2 separate regions of the Mus musculus genome follow, and region 1 is linked to region 2. The links are chromatin contacts, called in public Hi-C maps. All regions are on one chromosome and are shown on one strand. Each heading gives the region's core, a stretch centred on a gene start, on an enhancer-like site or on the middle of the called end of the contact. The rest is flanking DNA. Distances are from core to core; before and after follow the strand shown. Region 1 holds the start of Cand2 (cullin-associated and neddylation-dissociated 2 (putative)). Region 2 overlaps Raf1 (v-raf-leukemia viral oncogene 1).

Region 1 (6,151 bases), core at 1,447-3,946, 150 kb before region 2:
CACACCCACACACACACACACAGAAAGACATATAATATCCCCACATATATACACATACACATAATAACCCCCATACCATGCACATACACACACATATATGAATACATATACTTTCACACATGTACACACAAACAAACATACATACATAAATATATGCACATATCTTGCACACACATAAACACATGTGCGTGCACACATACTCTTGCTCAGCAGGCTCACATCTAATACTCCAAGCTCAGCAAGGAACAGGTCTGACAAGGGAGCAGGGTGAGGGCAGGAGAGTTTGTGCTCAACAGACCTTGAGCAGAGGTGTGGATCGAGGCCCCTTTTTGGAGTGTGTGTGTGTGTGTGTGTGTGTGTGTGTGTGTGAGACATATTAGATATCCTGCATCAAGTATTTACATTACCATTCCGAACAATAGCAAAATTATAGTTATGAGTAGCAACCAATTCATATTATGGTTGGAGGTCACCACAACACAAGGAACTGTATTAAAGGTGTGCAGTGTTAGGAAGGTTGAGAACCACTGGCTTAGAGCCAAGCGGCCTCGTGGAAACCCGAACCCAGAAATCAACATTCACAAATATACCGCAGCATTTCAAACACCTCAGGTCTGCAGACATCACTCTCAGAGGAAATGTCATGGTGCTGGGGTGGTGGGGATAATAATTTGACAAGCAAGAGCTCCAAAGCAGAGCGAGGCTTTAAGTAAACATACTTGTCTTATCAGTGAGGTAAAATTTGGCCAGCTGCCTCCTTAACCCCAAGCCTCGGTTTTTCCATGAATAAAACGGAAATTGTCTTTGCCCCTCTCCCACAGCATCCTTGAGGGTTTTAATAGGTCAATCTGAGCAAGCAGGCTCAGAGAGGTTACGAAGCACCAGCGTGAGGTAGGTCACCTGAATCCTCAAACAGCACTGCCTCAGTGAAAAAGGATTTGGACATCCCTGTCAGACCTCTCAAGTTCTTGGTTTTCTCTGTCAAGAGTCTGATCCCCAAATAAAACTGAGAACCAAGGCTGGCTGTCCCTTGCCTGGAACCCCAGTCAGACATTCCCCGCTGGGAACCATAAGCCATGGTCTCCTGCCATGTTGAGAGGCAGCACCATAGGACACTGGGACACATGGTGCCTGGACAGCTGGTGGGGGGCGGGGGTTGGGAGGAGGCTCAGGCTCTTGGTATTCAGACTTTTAAAAATAGAAACCATTCTCATATGCTCAGGGTGGTTTTAGGTGTCCTCAACGCTGCTGGCAGGGACAGATTTAAAGGGCTTCTCAGGCCCTGAGTGATAGAGCCAACTCCCTGATAGGCCCAGGAGTCATTCCCTCAACTCTGGCAGGCCATGTGACTTTGAGTAAGTCAAAGCCCCCTCCAGACTTCTGGAGAACAGAAAGAACTTGGGCCCAAAGAACAAAGAACAGTCTACCAGGACCTGCCCCGTTTCCCTGCACAGAGTCAGGACAACCATTCACAAAGCACTTACCTGCTACCTAAAGCACAAACAGCTAAGCTAAGGCTCAGAGGGCATGGAGTACTTTGCCCATCACTTACAGATCTAGTTAGTGATGGTTGCCGAGATCTGAAGCCAGGGCAAAGGATCCCAAGCCCTACTACCACTGTGGGGCTTAGGGCTGCACAGAGATTTTTGAGGACTGTATTTACAGGACACGGAAAAGGTCAGACCACACAAATAGGCTTCTGGCCCCTCCGGACTGGCTAGATTGGGAATCCCACTGACACCTCCAACTCTGCTTGGCCCTACCGTTAGCATTGTATCCAGGCCCTTCATGTCCCTGAACCTAATTTTCCCTGTTTGTAATCGGAGGGATAACTACTGTGACAGAAGACTCAGAATGGTGCACTGTCCTGTTGACTTGAGGGTCCACAACTGACCAACAACCCCTTTTTATCACTGAACCTCAGTTTCCCCTGCAAGAGGGGCTGCATCAGATATTCCCATTCCTCTTGCCAACTCTGTTCCTGTGTTTCTGTGGTGTTTGGAGAGGAGGATAGGAGAAAAAGAATGGGGGAGAGAGATAGCCCTCACCCCAACCTTTGCTTCCTGCTCTAAACCATCTTGGGAGAGGAGGGGAATAAGGAAGATGGGGTGGTGATGAGGGGCCAGGGAGAAAAGGCACGGGATGAAAAGAAAGAGATGAAAGAAAAGTAAAGTTTGTTAGGGTTAGGAGACCCGGTAGGGGTACAGGGTGCGGGGGATGGGGTAACCTAGAGACCGGGCAGAAGTGTGGGTCTCGGAAGATAGCCTTGGATGGAGGTTGTGCAGGGAAGCGGCCTGTTTCAATGAGGGTCAGAAGAGGACTGCACTGGGTTCCAAAGAGAGGCCGACGGGGACTTCACTGGAGAGCCTGGGGGGCGCCCAGTGTTGGGGACTTGAGAGGCCAGCACAGCAAAGGCGGGAAGAGGCTGGGGGCGGGGCTGCAGGCCCAGCCAGGCCCAGGCGAAGAGGCCGGGGGCTCCCACAGGGGTCCGCAGGGGGGGGGCAGGGGAGCAGAGGGGCGGCCGGGACAGGCTGAGACCCCTGAAAACGAGTCCCGAGCCCCCACAGGGCGCACCTGAAGTCTTTGTCGCTGGACGTCATCTTCTCCAGCAGGCTGGAGATGTAGAAGGCACCGGTACTCATGCTGGCTGCGCCGCGGGGTTGCGGGTCGAATCGAATATGGCGGCGCGGCCTCCCCTCCCCTCCACCACGCCCCCTCCCCCACCGGCCACGCCCCTTCTCTCTCTCTCTCTCTCTCTCTCTCTCTCTCTCTCTCTCTCTCTCTCTCTCTCTCTCTCTCTCTCTCTCTCTCTCTCTCTCTCTCTCTCTCTCTCTCTCTCTCTCTCTCTCTCTCTCTCTCTCTCTCTCTCTCTCTCTCTCTCTCTCTCTCTCTCTCTCTCTCTCTCTCCCCTCCTGTCCCGAGCAGGACTGAAGTAACGGGCCTGGCCCCCTCTCCTGGACAGCTCTGCTCAGCATGGGCACCAGCAGCTCACCACCCGGCCCTGACCACGCCTTCTCCCGATTGTGCCTTGAAGACCCCTTGACTTTGCTCTCTCAATGGCACTCATGCAAACAGGGACATGGGATGGCAATTCCAGATTCTACCAGGTTCCACACAGCCAAAGAACCTGAGATGAATTAAGGACGGACTTCAGGTTCCCAAAGCCGAGAGCAATAGCTGTTCCCTAAAGTTGATCACAGTTTTCCCCAGTTAGGAGGTGTGTGTGTGTGTGTGTGTGTGTGTGTGCGCGCGCGCGCGCGTAGATCTTTAGGGGGACTCTTTAAACTGGAAAGGAAGTGTCGCTTCAAATCTCTGCTACCTAGCTTGGGGAGTCACACAACCTCTGCTGGCTATTTTTAGTTACTCAAAGGAATAAAAGAAACCTTTATCTTTCTTGCTTTGTTTTGTTTTTTCTTTTTTGTTTTTGTTTTTGTTTTTTGAGACAAGGTTTCTCTGTATAGTAATTGCTGCCCTGAAACTCACTTTGTAGACCAGGCTAGCCTCAAACTCAGAGACCTGCCTGCCTCTTTCTCCCAGGTATTGAGATTAAAGGCATGCACCAAGACCCTGGTTAAGAAAGTTTTATCTTAAATGTATTAAAATTTCTGTTTTGGTTCTTCTCTACCACAGAGCCACACCCTCAGGTTGGTAAAAGGAAATCTAGGGGGCTGGGGTGTCTCATACCTGCAATTCCAGAACTTGGCAGGTGAAGGCAGGAAGGCAGGAGGATCAAAATTTCAACCTTGGCTACATAGATCCTGTCTTTAGAAAAAAAGATAAAGAAAGGAAGGATTTAAATGAGACATCTGCTACATCTTTGATTTCCGACTCCTAATCCAACTTCTCTTCCTCTAGATGACTGAACAGTGGCTACAAAGTCCCAAGCCTTGGAGGCTAGGGACCTCTACATTTCTCCTAGTCTTCTTGCTCCTGTCTCGCTCACACCTATGTGGCCATCCCAGAAGAAAGTCATTGTTTCATGAATGAGAAGGGGAGACAGCCCTTCAGGGGACTGTGAATACTCCCAGGGAGAAATATAGCAATCACTTGGCACCTTAGGCAGTTATTTAGTAAATGACAGTGGAGACAAAATTGGAATTTTTTACATTTTATCATTATTATTTATTTGTATTTTGTATCTAGGAGTTTCTTGCTCACATACACATATGTATATGTGTGTGTATATATATATATATATATATATATATATATATATATATATATGTGTGTGTGTGTGTGTATGTATGTATGCGTATGTATATATGTATATATATGTGTGTATATATGTATGTGTGTATATGTATATGTATATATATGTGTGTGTATATATATATGTGTGTGTATATATATATATGTGTGTGTATATATATATATATATATATATATATATATATTGCAGTACCCATGAAGGACAGAAGAGGGCAATAGACTCCAAGAAACTGTAGTTACCCACTGTTGTGAGCTGTCACATGCATACTGGGACCCCAGGACCTGTGCAAGAGCAATAAATGGTTTTAACTACTGAGCCATCTCTCCAGCCCCCTTTTTCATTTTTTATAACAATAGACTGATTTGGGTAAAGGTTGCTATTTCACTCCTCTGGTAAACCCTGTTTACAGTTCAGAGTTTCAGATCTTACTCCTTGAGCACTTAGTGGGACTCTGGAAGCCTGCATGTGTTGAATGAAAGCATGCGTTTTCTAACTGTAGAGTGCATCATCTTACATTGGATTTGTATTCCAATCAAACTTTTTAAAGTAATTTAAAGGTTTGTCTTATTTTATGTATATGAATGTTTAGCTTGCATGTATGTCTGTGTACCATGTGAATGCAGTACCCGAAGAGGCCAGAGGAGGGCGTCAGATCCCCTGGAACTAGAGTTATAGACGGTTGTGAACCACCATGTGGGTGCTGAGAATTGAACCCAGGTCCTCTGCAAGAGTAACAAGTGCTCAGGGCTGGCGAGATGGCTCAGTGGGTAAGAGCACTGACTGTTCTTCTGAAGGTCCTGAGTTCAAATTCCAGTAACCACATGGTGGCTCACAACCACCCGTAATGAGATTTGATGCCCTCTTCTGGTGTGTTTGAAGTCAGCTACAGTGTACTTATGTAAAATAATAAATAAATCTCTGGGCCTGAGCAAGCAGGGTTGACCGGTGTGAGCAGAGGTCCTAAAATTCAATTCCCAACAACCACATAGAAGGCTCACAACCATCTGTACAGCTACAGTGTACTCTCATACATAAAATAAATTAATAAATAAATCTTTTTTTAAAAGAAGAATAACAAGTGCTCTAAACCACTGAGCCATCCTTCTACCCATAATTAATTAACTAGTTAATTTTGGTTTCTCAAGACAGGGTGGGCTGGAGAGATGGCTCAGCGGTTAAGAGCACTGACTGCCCTTCTGAAGGTCCTGAGTTCAAATCCCAGCAACCACATGGTGGCTCACAACCATCTGTAATGAGATCTGAGATCTGATGCCCTCTTATGGGGGTGTCTGAAGACATCTACTGTGTACTTACATATAATAAATAAATGAATCTTATAAAAAAACCAAAAGACAGAGTTTCTCTGTGTAGCCTTGGCTGTCCTGTACTCACTCTGTAGGCTAGGCTGGAGTCAAACTCAGAGATCTGCCTGCCTCTACCCCTGCCCCTGCCCCTGCCCCTGGCCCTGCCTCTGCTTCTTGAGTGCTGGGCTTAAAGGTGTGCAACACCACCGCCCAACAGTAAAATCTATTCATTTTATGTGTTACAAAATTTAAATTTCCATCATCATTCTTCCTTCGAGACTGTTTTTAATGGAACTTCTGGGTGTTCAATAGCCATGCTTAAAGATTGAAATCAATAGTATAAAGAGACAAAAAGGACAGCCAGTATTCTGCCCCTGCCCTCCAAAGTCTGTTAGGTCTCAAGACAAGAGAAGAGTTTGACACCTCAAAAAGGGTTCTAAATAAAACACCACTAAGTGTGCTGCTGTGAATAAGAAATGTCTCCCATGGCCTGAGGCATTAACACACTTGGTCCTCAGTTAGTAACCCGCTTGGGGAAGCTTAGGAGGTGCAGTCTTGATGGAGACAGTATGTCGGGAGGGGTGGACTTTGACAGAGCACAGTTTCTCTGAAAGATGTGACAGCTGAACTTCCTGCT
Region 2 (6,729 bases), core at 1,670-4,169:
GAAGGCAGCAGTCTCTACAAACACCTGCATGTCCAGGAGACCAAATTCCAGATGTTCCAGCTAATTGACATTGCCCGACAGACAGCTCAGGGAATGGAGTAAGTACACGGTTTGGTGAGTCCTTGTGGCTTGAACCCTTGAGCTGCTTTTGTGGGACTGGATCGAGTGGCTCTTTGACAGCAGATATTCATGGATGGGAAGTCCGGAGTTCCCGTTTCTCATCAGCCTGACCGTCCACTCAGCCATGGCCTACAGGGAGATACCCTTTCCTCACCGGCACTTTTCTCAATTACAATTCAAAAAATTTTTTTAAAATTATGTATATTTATGTGGATCTTTGTGTAGGTATGAGTGCCAGTATTCAGGAGTCCCCCTGGGGCTGGAATCAGTTGTAAGCTGCCTGACACCCAAACTGTCTCTTTTGATTATCCATTTTCTTTCAAAGGTCATCTCTAGGGTCTCTGCTCCCATGGTGTGGAGTGACCAGGTGACCACCAGGCAGTGCTCTTTAGCTTTGTTTCCCAAGTGCCCTTATGGTGAGGGTGCAGAGCTCCTTAGTGCTTACAGCCAGGTGACTGTAGTTGGTGTGTTACAAAATAAGTGCTTCGTTCTGTCTTAAAGTCATGCAGAAGCCAGATAGGTGGTGCATATCTTTAATCCCAGCATTCAAGAGGCAAGTTGCATCTCTGAGTTTAAGGCCAGTATAGTCTATAGAGCAAGTTCTAGGACAGGCAGGACTAAATAGAAACCTTGTCTCGAAAAACTAAAGAACAAAAAAATTCATACAGAACTCTAAATCATAAGCAGCACAGGTACAATTCAAATACCATACAAATTATTTTGGAAGTGTATGGCTTGGGGGCTTTTCTGTATCCTATTACTACATTCTGTGTTCTTACCGCCCAGAAAAAAATCCAGCTCACAGCCATCCCCGGCCTCTGACAATCTGCCTTCCCACTTCTGGGTTTGTCTTGGATAGGCAGAATGTGAGGTGAAATGCCTGGCTTGGTTTGCAGAGCAAATCCAAGTTTCAATATGCAGAGCACAGTGCTACCCACCAGTTAGCTGAAGGGCAGTGAGGTGGTTAACTGAGTGATTTTTCTCCTTCACAGCTATTTGCATGCAAAGAACATCATCCACAGAGACATGAAATCCAACAGTATCCTTTGGTATTGAGTTCTCAGCTTAAGGACCCAAAAGGGCCTTTTTGCACACATGGTTCATGGTGCCAGAATGGGGAGAAGGGGACTTTTAAAGGAAAATAGAAATATAGTTGAGAAGCCAAACATGGTGATCATGAGAGTTCCTTAAGGTTTTATTATTATTTTTTTTAACCAACAGTGATCTGGAAATAATTCCTTCTGAGGCGATACACACTTGAAATAGACTTGAACTCAGCCTGGTTAGATTATCCAGAATATAGCTTGAGAAGGTTATTGCATCTATTTCTATTGAGCCTATGGAAGGTGTAAGCCTGCATACAGATGGGAAAGTATCTGATGCATGTATCTAATACCAACAAGTCATAAGTGATTGCTGCCTCCTGCTCACTTTTCAGACCAGCATAATGTCAGCCATATAGTAGACCAATGTGATATTTTGTAGAAGAGACATGAACAAGATCCCTTCAAACTAAGTTATGACACAAGGCTGGAGAGTTAAAGGTTTACTGTTGATCTTTCTAATCAAAAGCAATTGCTTCTGGTGGTCCTTATGGACAGATACCAAAGAAAAAGGCATTTGCTAGGTCAGTAGCTACACATCGTATATCAGGAAGTATGCTAATTGCTCAAGTAAGGACACCACATCTGGTATAGCCTGTCACTTTTTACAGTCCATCTGTCTTCTGTACTGGCCATGAATCACCACCCCTGCATCTTTCAAGTCTTTGATGGTAGCACTGATTGCTGCAATTCTGCCAGGGATGTGACACTTTTGGTTCCCATCCCTGGCAGAGACCCTGCTAAAGGCTTCCATTTAGCTTTTCCCAGGGGAAACAGTTTGAAGGCCCACTGTAACTATTGTGAGTCAGACTTCAACCAAAATTCCACTAATCACCTGACCTCCTATTTTTAACTCAAAGGACACAATATTTCTTAAGGTCTCCTGGAATTAGCATCTTAGAACCAGTATCCCAGAATTCCAGAAATTTCAAAATGGCTACTTTCTGTTAAATGTACAGAAGTCAGCCTAGAGGCCACTGTTAGAAATAGCATCTCCTTACCAACTGCACCTTTCATGCTGTAAGATGGCACATGGCAGGGTGGTTAAACTCAGCTGTTCTGCATGGCCAATGAGCTATGCTTATTCGGTGGCCATGACCTCCTTTCTTGAGGTCATTCTTTTTCGGCAGCTAAGCACTGGGCCAAGATTTAAGGCTTGAATTCCAATAAATCAGCAGGTCACAAATCAGACCAAAATTGCCTGTTACCTAGCAGTAAGCTGACAGAAGTCACAATGTAGACCAGTTGGGTGGTAAACCTGAGTACCAAATGTAGGCAGAGGGGATAAGCAGTGTGGGGCCCTGTAATTGAGTGTGCGCATGCCATCGTTCCCTGTCTCCTGAAAGATTTAGTAGTGAAGTGAAGGAGGCCAGAAGCACTGTTATAAACAGTATAAACTGTCAGTCTCCTTAACAAGCATCGAGATATATTTCTCCATGAAGGCCTCACGGTGAAAATTGGAGATTTTGGTTTGGCAACAGTGAAGTCACGCTGGAGTGGTTCTCAGCAGGTTGAACAGCCCACTGGCTCTGTGCTGTGGATGGTGAGGAAGCTGGCCCCACACAACATGATGGAATTACTGGGCCAGAGTAGGGTGCAAAATTTGACAGCATTTCTGCACAGCCATGGGGGTCTGGTTGATCTGTGGTGTCAGTTAGCTTAAGGCAAAACCGCATATCCTGGCAAAGCAACAGAGGCCAGCGCCTGTGGGGTTTTGTGGGAGGAGCTACCCTGGGCTAAGGACTTGAACTTCCTTCCTGACTAGTTAAAATAGCCTGGTTCCTCAATGTCTCTGGAGGTCATTCCCTAGGGATTAACACACTTCATCCTTACAGGCCCCAGAAGTAATCCGGATGCAGGATGACAACCCGTTCAGCTTCCAGTCCGACGTGTACTCGTACGGCATCGTGCTGTACGAGCTGATGGCTGGGGAGCTTCCCTACGCCCACATCAACAACCGAGACCAGGTGATCTGCATGGCCGGGCGACACAGTGAGGGGCTACTTAGTCCTGGGACTCTCCTTCACAGACTCCTTTGTTCAACTGTTTCTTCTTTAGATCATCTTCATGGTAGGCCGTGGGTATGCATCCCCTGATCTCAGCAGGCTCTACAAGAACTGCCCCAAGGCAATGAAGAGGTTGGTGGCTGACTGTGTGAAGAAAGTCAAAGAAGAGAGACCTTTGTTTCCCCAGGTTAGAGAGCTCAGTTGAAATATAACATTCTAAGGATGTAAATGTGGGCCAGGATTGGGTCGGTGGAGAGAGGACCTCCACAAGCTCTTGGTATGGTTGGGGAGATACCAAGTTTCCAACTAATGAGACCACGTGGGGCCTTGTTTCAGATCCTGTCTTCCATCGAGCTGCTTCAGCACTCTCTGCCGAAAATCAACAGGAGCGCCTCTGAGCCTTCCCTGCATCGGGCAGCTCACACTGAGGACATCAATGCTTGCACGCTGACTACATCCCCAAGGCTACCAGTCTTCTAGCTGATGATGTAGCTGTTCTTAGGCCACCAGGGGACGAAGAAGAGTCAGCAGGCACCACTTTCTGTTTCCTTGGGGGCAGAATGCATGTTTTTGGAAAAGCTGCTGCTGCTAAGGACCTAGACTACTCACAGGGCCTTAACTTCATATTGCCTTCTTTTCTACCCCTCCTGCCCTGGAAATGGAAGCTGTCCACCAAGAAAGCCTGCTCAGCTCCAGAGGTATACAAGTCAGCTGAGTATTTGTAGGGCAAGTGGCCTTGGAGAAGGTAGGGCACTCCGGCTGCTGCAGGGACATGCAATTGGGAACTTGGCTCCTTGAGCCTATATGGACAGTGGTGCAGTGCCAGTTTTGCACATGGAGTCCTGGCCACCTGGGGGAGCCTGCTTTGGTACTACAGAACTTTGTGGACAAACTGTGTCTAAGGTGTCCTGTGTGGATGGCTTTCCAAGCGCGGTGCTCCACCTTTGGCAGCCTCCCACGTGCTGAATCTGTCTTCCAGGAGCTGCCCCTATGGGGTGGGCCGCGGCCCAACCCTATCTGTAGCCACATCCTTGTCTGTAAGAAAGCCAGGAATACAGGTTTTCTTAATGATTTTGGGTTTTAATTTTGTTTTTATTGAGCCAATACAGTTGGTTCCTTATGTTATTTTAATAAAATAAATTAAATTTAGGTTTAATGGCTACTGACTCCTTCAAAACTTGCAGTGCAGTTTCTTGTGCAGACAGAACTCAAGGAGCCCCCTCTGCAGTTCATGAACAACCAAGTGAAAAGCACACAGGTAATAACAGGTTTTCTTATAAAAATAAATTCAGGTTCAGGACAAATTTGCTCTTTCTTGCCCCCAGTTCTTAGACAGAGGAGTGACTGCTCCTGTTTACCACAAAAACAAGTGTGGAGCCTACTACTTTATAGGGGAGAACAAGCAATCTGTGAGTCCTGTGTCTTGTGCTCTTAGTACAAGGGGAGGGTAAGATGGAGTCTCCCTGGAGATCTTCACAACTGCACACACCTGTGACTTGAGACACTGGAAGGAACTCAATAGCCACCCTCACAGCTGTAAAAGTCTACACTATGGTACAGCAGCACCAATATGGCCAAATGTGTTCTCACTACACAGCTGCATCAATTCCAAGGCTCGACAACTCTATTAGAGATGATCACTGCAGAGGAGCCTTCTACAGGGCTGGCGATGTCTTGGCAAGGAAAAAAAAAAAAAACCAGATCTGCTGCAAGTTTACTGTTGCTTAAGGAAGAAAGTCACAAAAGAAAGATGGCAGTCAGGTTTCATTTAAAAGCACTCAATTAAAACAGCTGGACCACATAGCTGGTCCCGGAGAAAGGGGTTGGAGGTACAACTGAGAGCTCAACTCTAAATGTAGTGATTCTGTGGACGTGGTGATCTCCCTTCCCTTCCCAGGGGGACTCACTACTGCACTCACATCCCAGTACCACGTCACCTCGGGTCGGTGACAGATGCGTCCACACCGTGCCTTGGAAAGTTGACTGCAGAGCCAAATGAAGGCGTCAGCACTGACTAGGGTTCTGATGATTCTACTCCAGAAAGGTGCATGAAGAGGTCTCCTAGCTCTGTCACATCCACATCGTCAGTGCTGGGGACTTGCCGGGTTTCTCGGTTCTCGATAAAATCCCAAAGCCGAACTGAGTTAAAGAACTGCAAAAACAGCCAACAAGCACCCCTGGGTCAATGGAGATAGCAGCAGACGATGAGTGCCAGCTTGTATTTTGCTTATGCTGACTCCTGTTCTGCTGCCAAAGCTACTAGGAGCCTGGGCAGTAAGCACCCAGGAATGCCCACTACTTACCCTCACAGTGCCTTCAGAGCTTAGCTGCTTCCGAGGTTTCTCTGGCTCTGCCAGCCGCCCATCAGGGTAAGCATGACGGTAAAGGCACTTGCTTCCAAAGGGGCAGGTCCCCTTGCCTTGTTCAAAGTATTTGCATGCCTTCTTCCTGAAAAACACAAAATCAGAGGCTGATGGAAAAATGGAATTAAGCGTGACTACTGTGTTCTGGCTACATTACCTCTTTTCCACTGGGGAAGCCTTGCTGGAGAAGTGAGGTGGCCTGTTGACCTCACAGTTGGTACTCTGATTCTCAAGCTAGGCAAAGCTGCTGGGATGCACTGTGTGGAGGCGGCAGTGCTTAGGAGCAGGGCGCCCCACCCCCACCCCATCCCTGAGCTCCAGTGCTGCACTAGGGCTGAGTGAGGCTTGGATAACTCCAGCATGCCGAGGTCTGAAGCTGGTTCACTTGCTCTGCTCAGGTCTCCAAAGCAAGTGAGTTAGTTTCCTTTCCTCCTGGTCAGGAATCCTGTCAGCCTGGGAAAGCAGGTCTTAGCAGATGCCTAAAGTGACAGATACCTTCTACTGTTTAGAACCTAGCTTAACTCTTTACTCTGCCCCTGGCTCTTCTCTGTTGTGTGGAATCTTTTTTTTCTTATGGTCTGGACAGTAAACTCTCAGCTCTCCAAGGGGCCCTTCATGAGCTTCTGAACTGCCTTCTCATTGGGTATGGTGGCACAGACCTTGGAAAGCAGAGACAGAAGGTCCCCGAGTTTGAGGCTAGTGTAGTCTACAGATACTCCAGCCAGGGCTAGACCCTGTATCAAAAACAAACCTTGTCTTCCCTCCTTTTTCTCCTCCAGTCCTACCTATCTGCCCACCAAAGTCACAAGCTCCAGTTTGGCTACCTCACTTGGTGTTCTCAGCTCTTACATTCATCTAATCTACAGACAAACCAAACGCCAAACCCACCTGACCCTCCAGTGCCCACTGTCCCATTAGCAGGGTAGTATGCATGGCTGCCTGTCTGCTAGTCATGCCTTCCTTGACATCCTCCCATCCCACTAGTAAGTCTCCAACCTCTTCAAAGGACCACAGTGCTGCTGTCTAGCCCACAGGACAGGTACAGAGCGCCATACAACTTCCTTCTCGCATCCAAGGTGTACTCAAGTGCTTAGTCAGTTCTAGCTTGGGTTACTGATGAAATCTGCCACCATACTG

What was found. A called contact is a pair of places that touch in the nucleus more often than the background predicts.
Region 1: a Hi-C map of double positive thymocytes shows a contact between it and region 2, with 6 times the contacts expected there. The contact joins the promoter of Cand2 here to the enhancer-like site in region 2. A contact is called at or near these places in 16 of 39 promoter capture datasets (3T3-L1-derived adipocytes, the C10 cell line, HPC-7-derived erythroid cells and 11 more), 1 of 15 datasets of contacts at CTCF or cohesin (large pre-B cells), 55 of 484 Hi-C or Micro-C datasets (the AML12 cell line, B cells, the Ba/F3 cell line and 30 more), 14 of 115 datasets of contacts at active chromatin or transcription factors (the HPC-7 cell line, craniofacial prominence, embryonic forebrain and 8 more) and 3 of 9 other capture datasets (adipose tissue, liver and pancreatic islet).

What each region holds. Positions count from the first base shown.
Region 1 is chr6:115,771,102-115,777,252 of GRCm38.p6, reverse strand. Cand2 (cullin-associated and neddylation-dissociated 2 (putative)) reads right to left here and starts at 2,696. Exons shown (of 15, transcript NM_025958.2): 1 at 2,575-2,696. The coding sequence starts at 2,642. It overlaps Mir7660 (microRNA 7660), which reads right to left and starts at 1,596; the gene lies at 1,534-1,596.
Region 2 is chr6:115,616,246-115,622,974 of GRCm38.p6, reverse strand. Raf1 (v-raf-leukemia viral oncogene 1) reads left to right here. Exons shown (of 17, transcript NM_029780.4): 12 at 1-98; 13 at 1,113-1,159; 14 at 2,648-2,766; 15 at 3,059-3,190; 16 at 3,282-3,416; 17 at 3,566-4,406. The coding sequence ends at 3,709. It overlaps Mkrn2 (makorin, ring finger protein, 2), which reads right to left. Exons shown (of 8, transcript NM_023290.3): 7 at 5,533-5,677; 8 at 4,305-5,381. The coding sequence ends at 5,244. Among named protein-coding and RNA genes, the nearest start is that of Mkrn2, 18 kb to the right of the region's middle. Within about 2 kb of position 2,919, at least 48 of the 459 cell types and tissues checked have an H3K27ac peak or open chromatin away from gene starts, as enhancers often do. A contact at or near this core is called in CD8 T cells, bone marrow-derived macrophages, double positive thymocytes and 3 more, where this site is marked.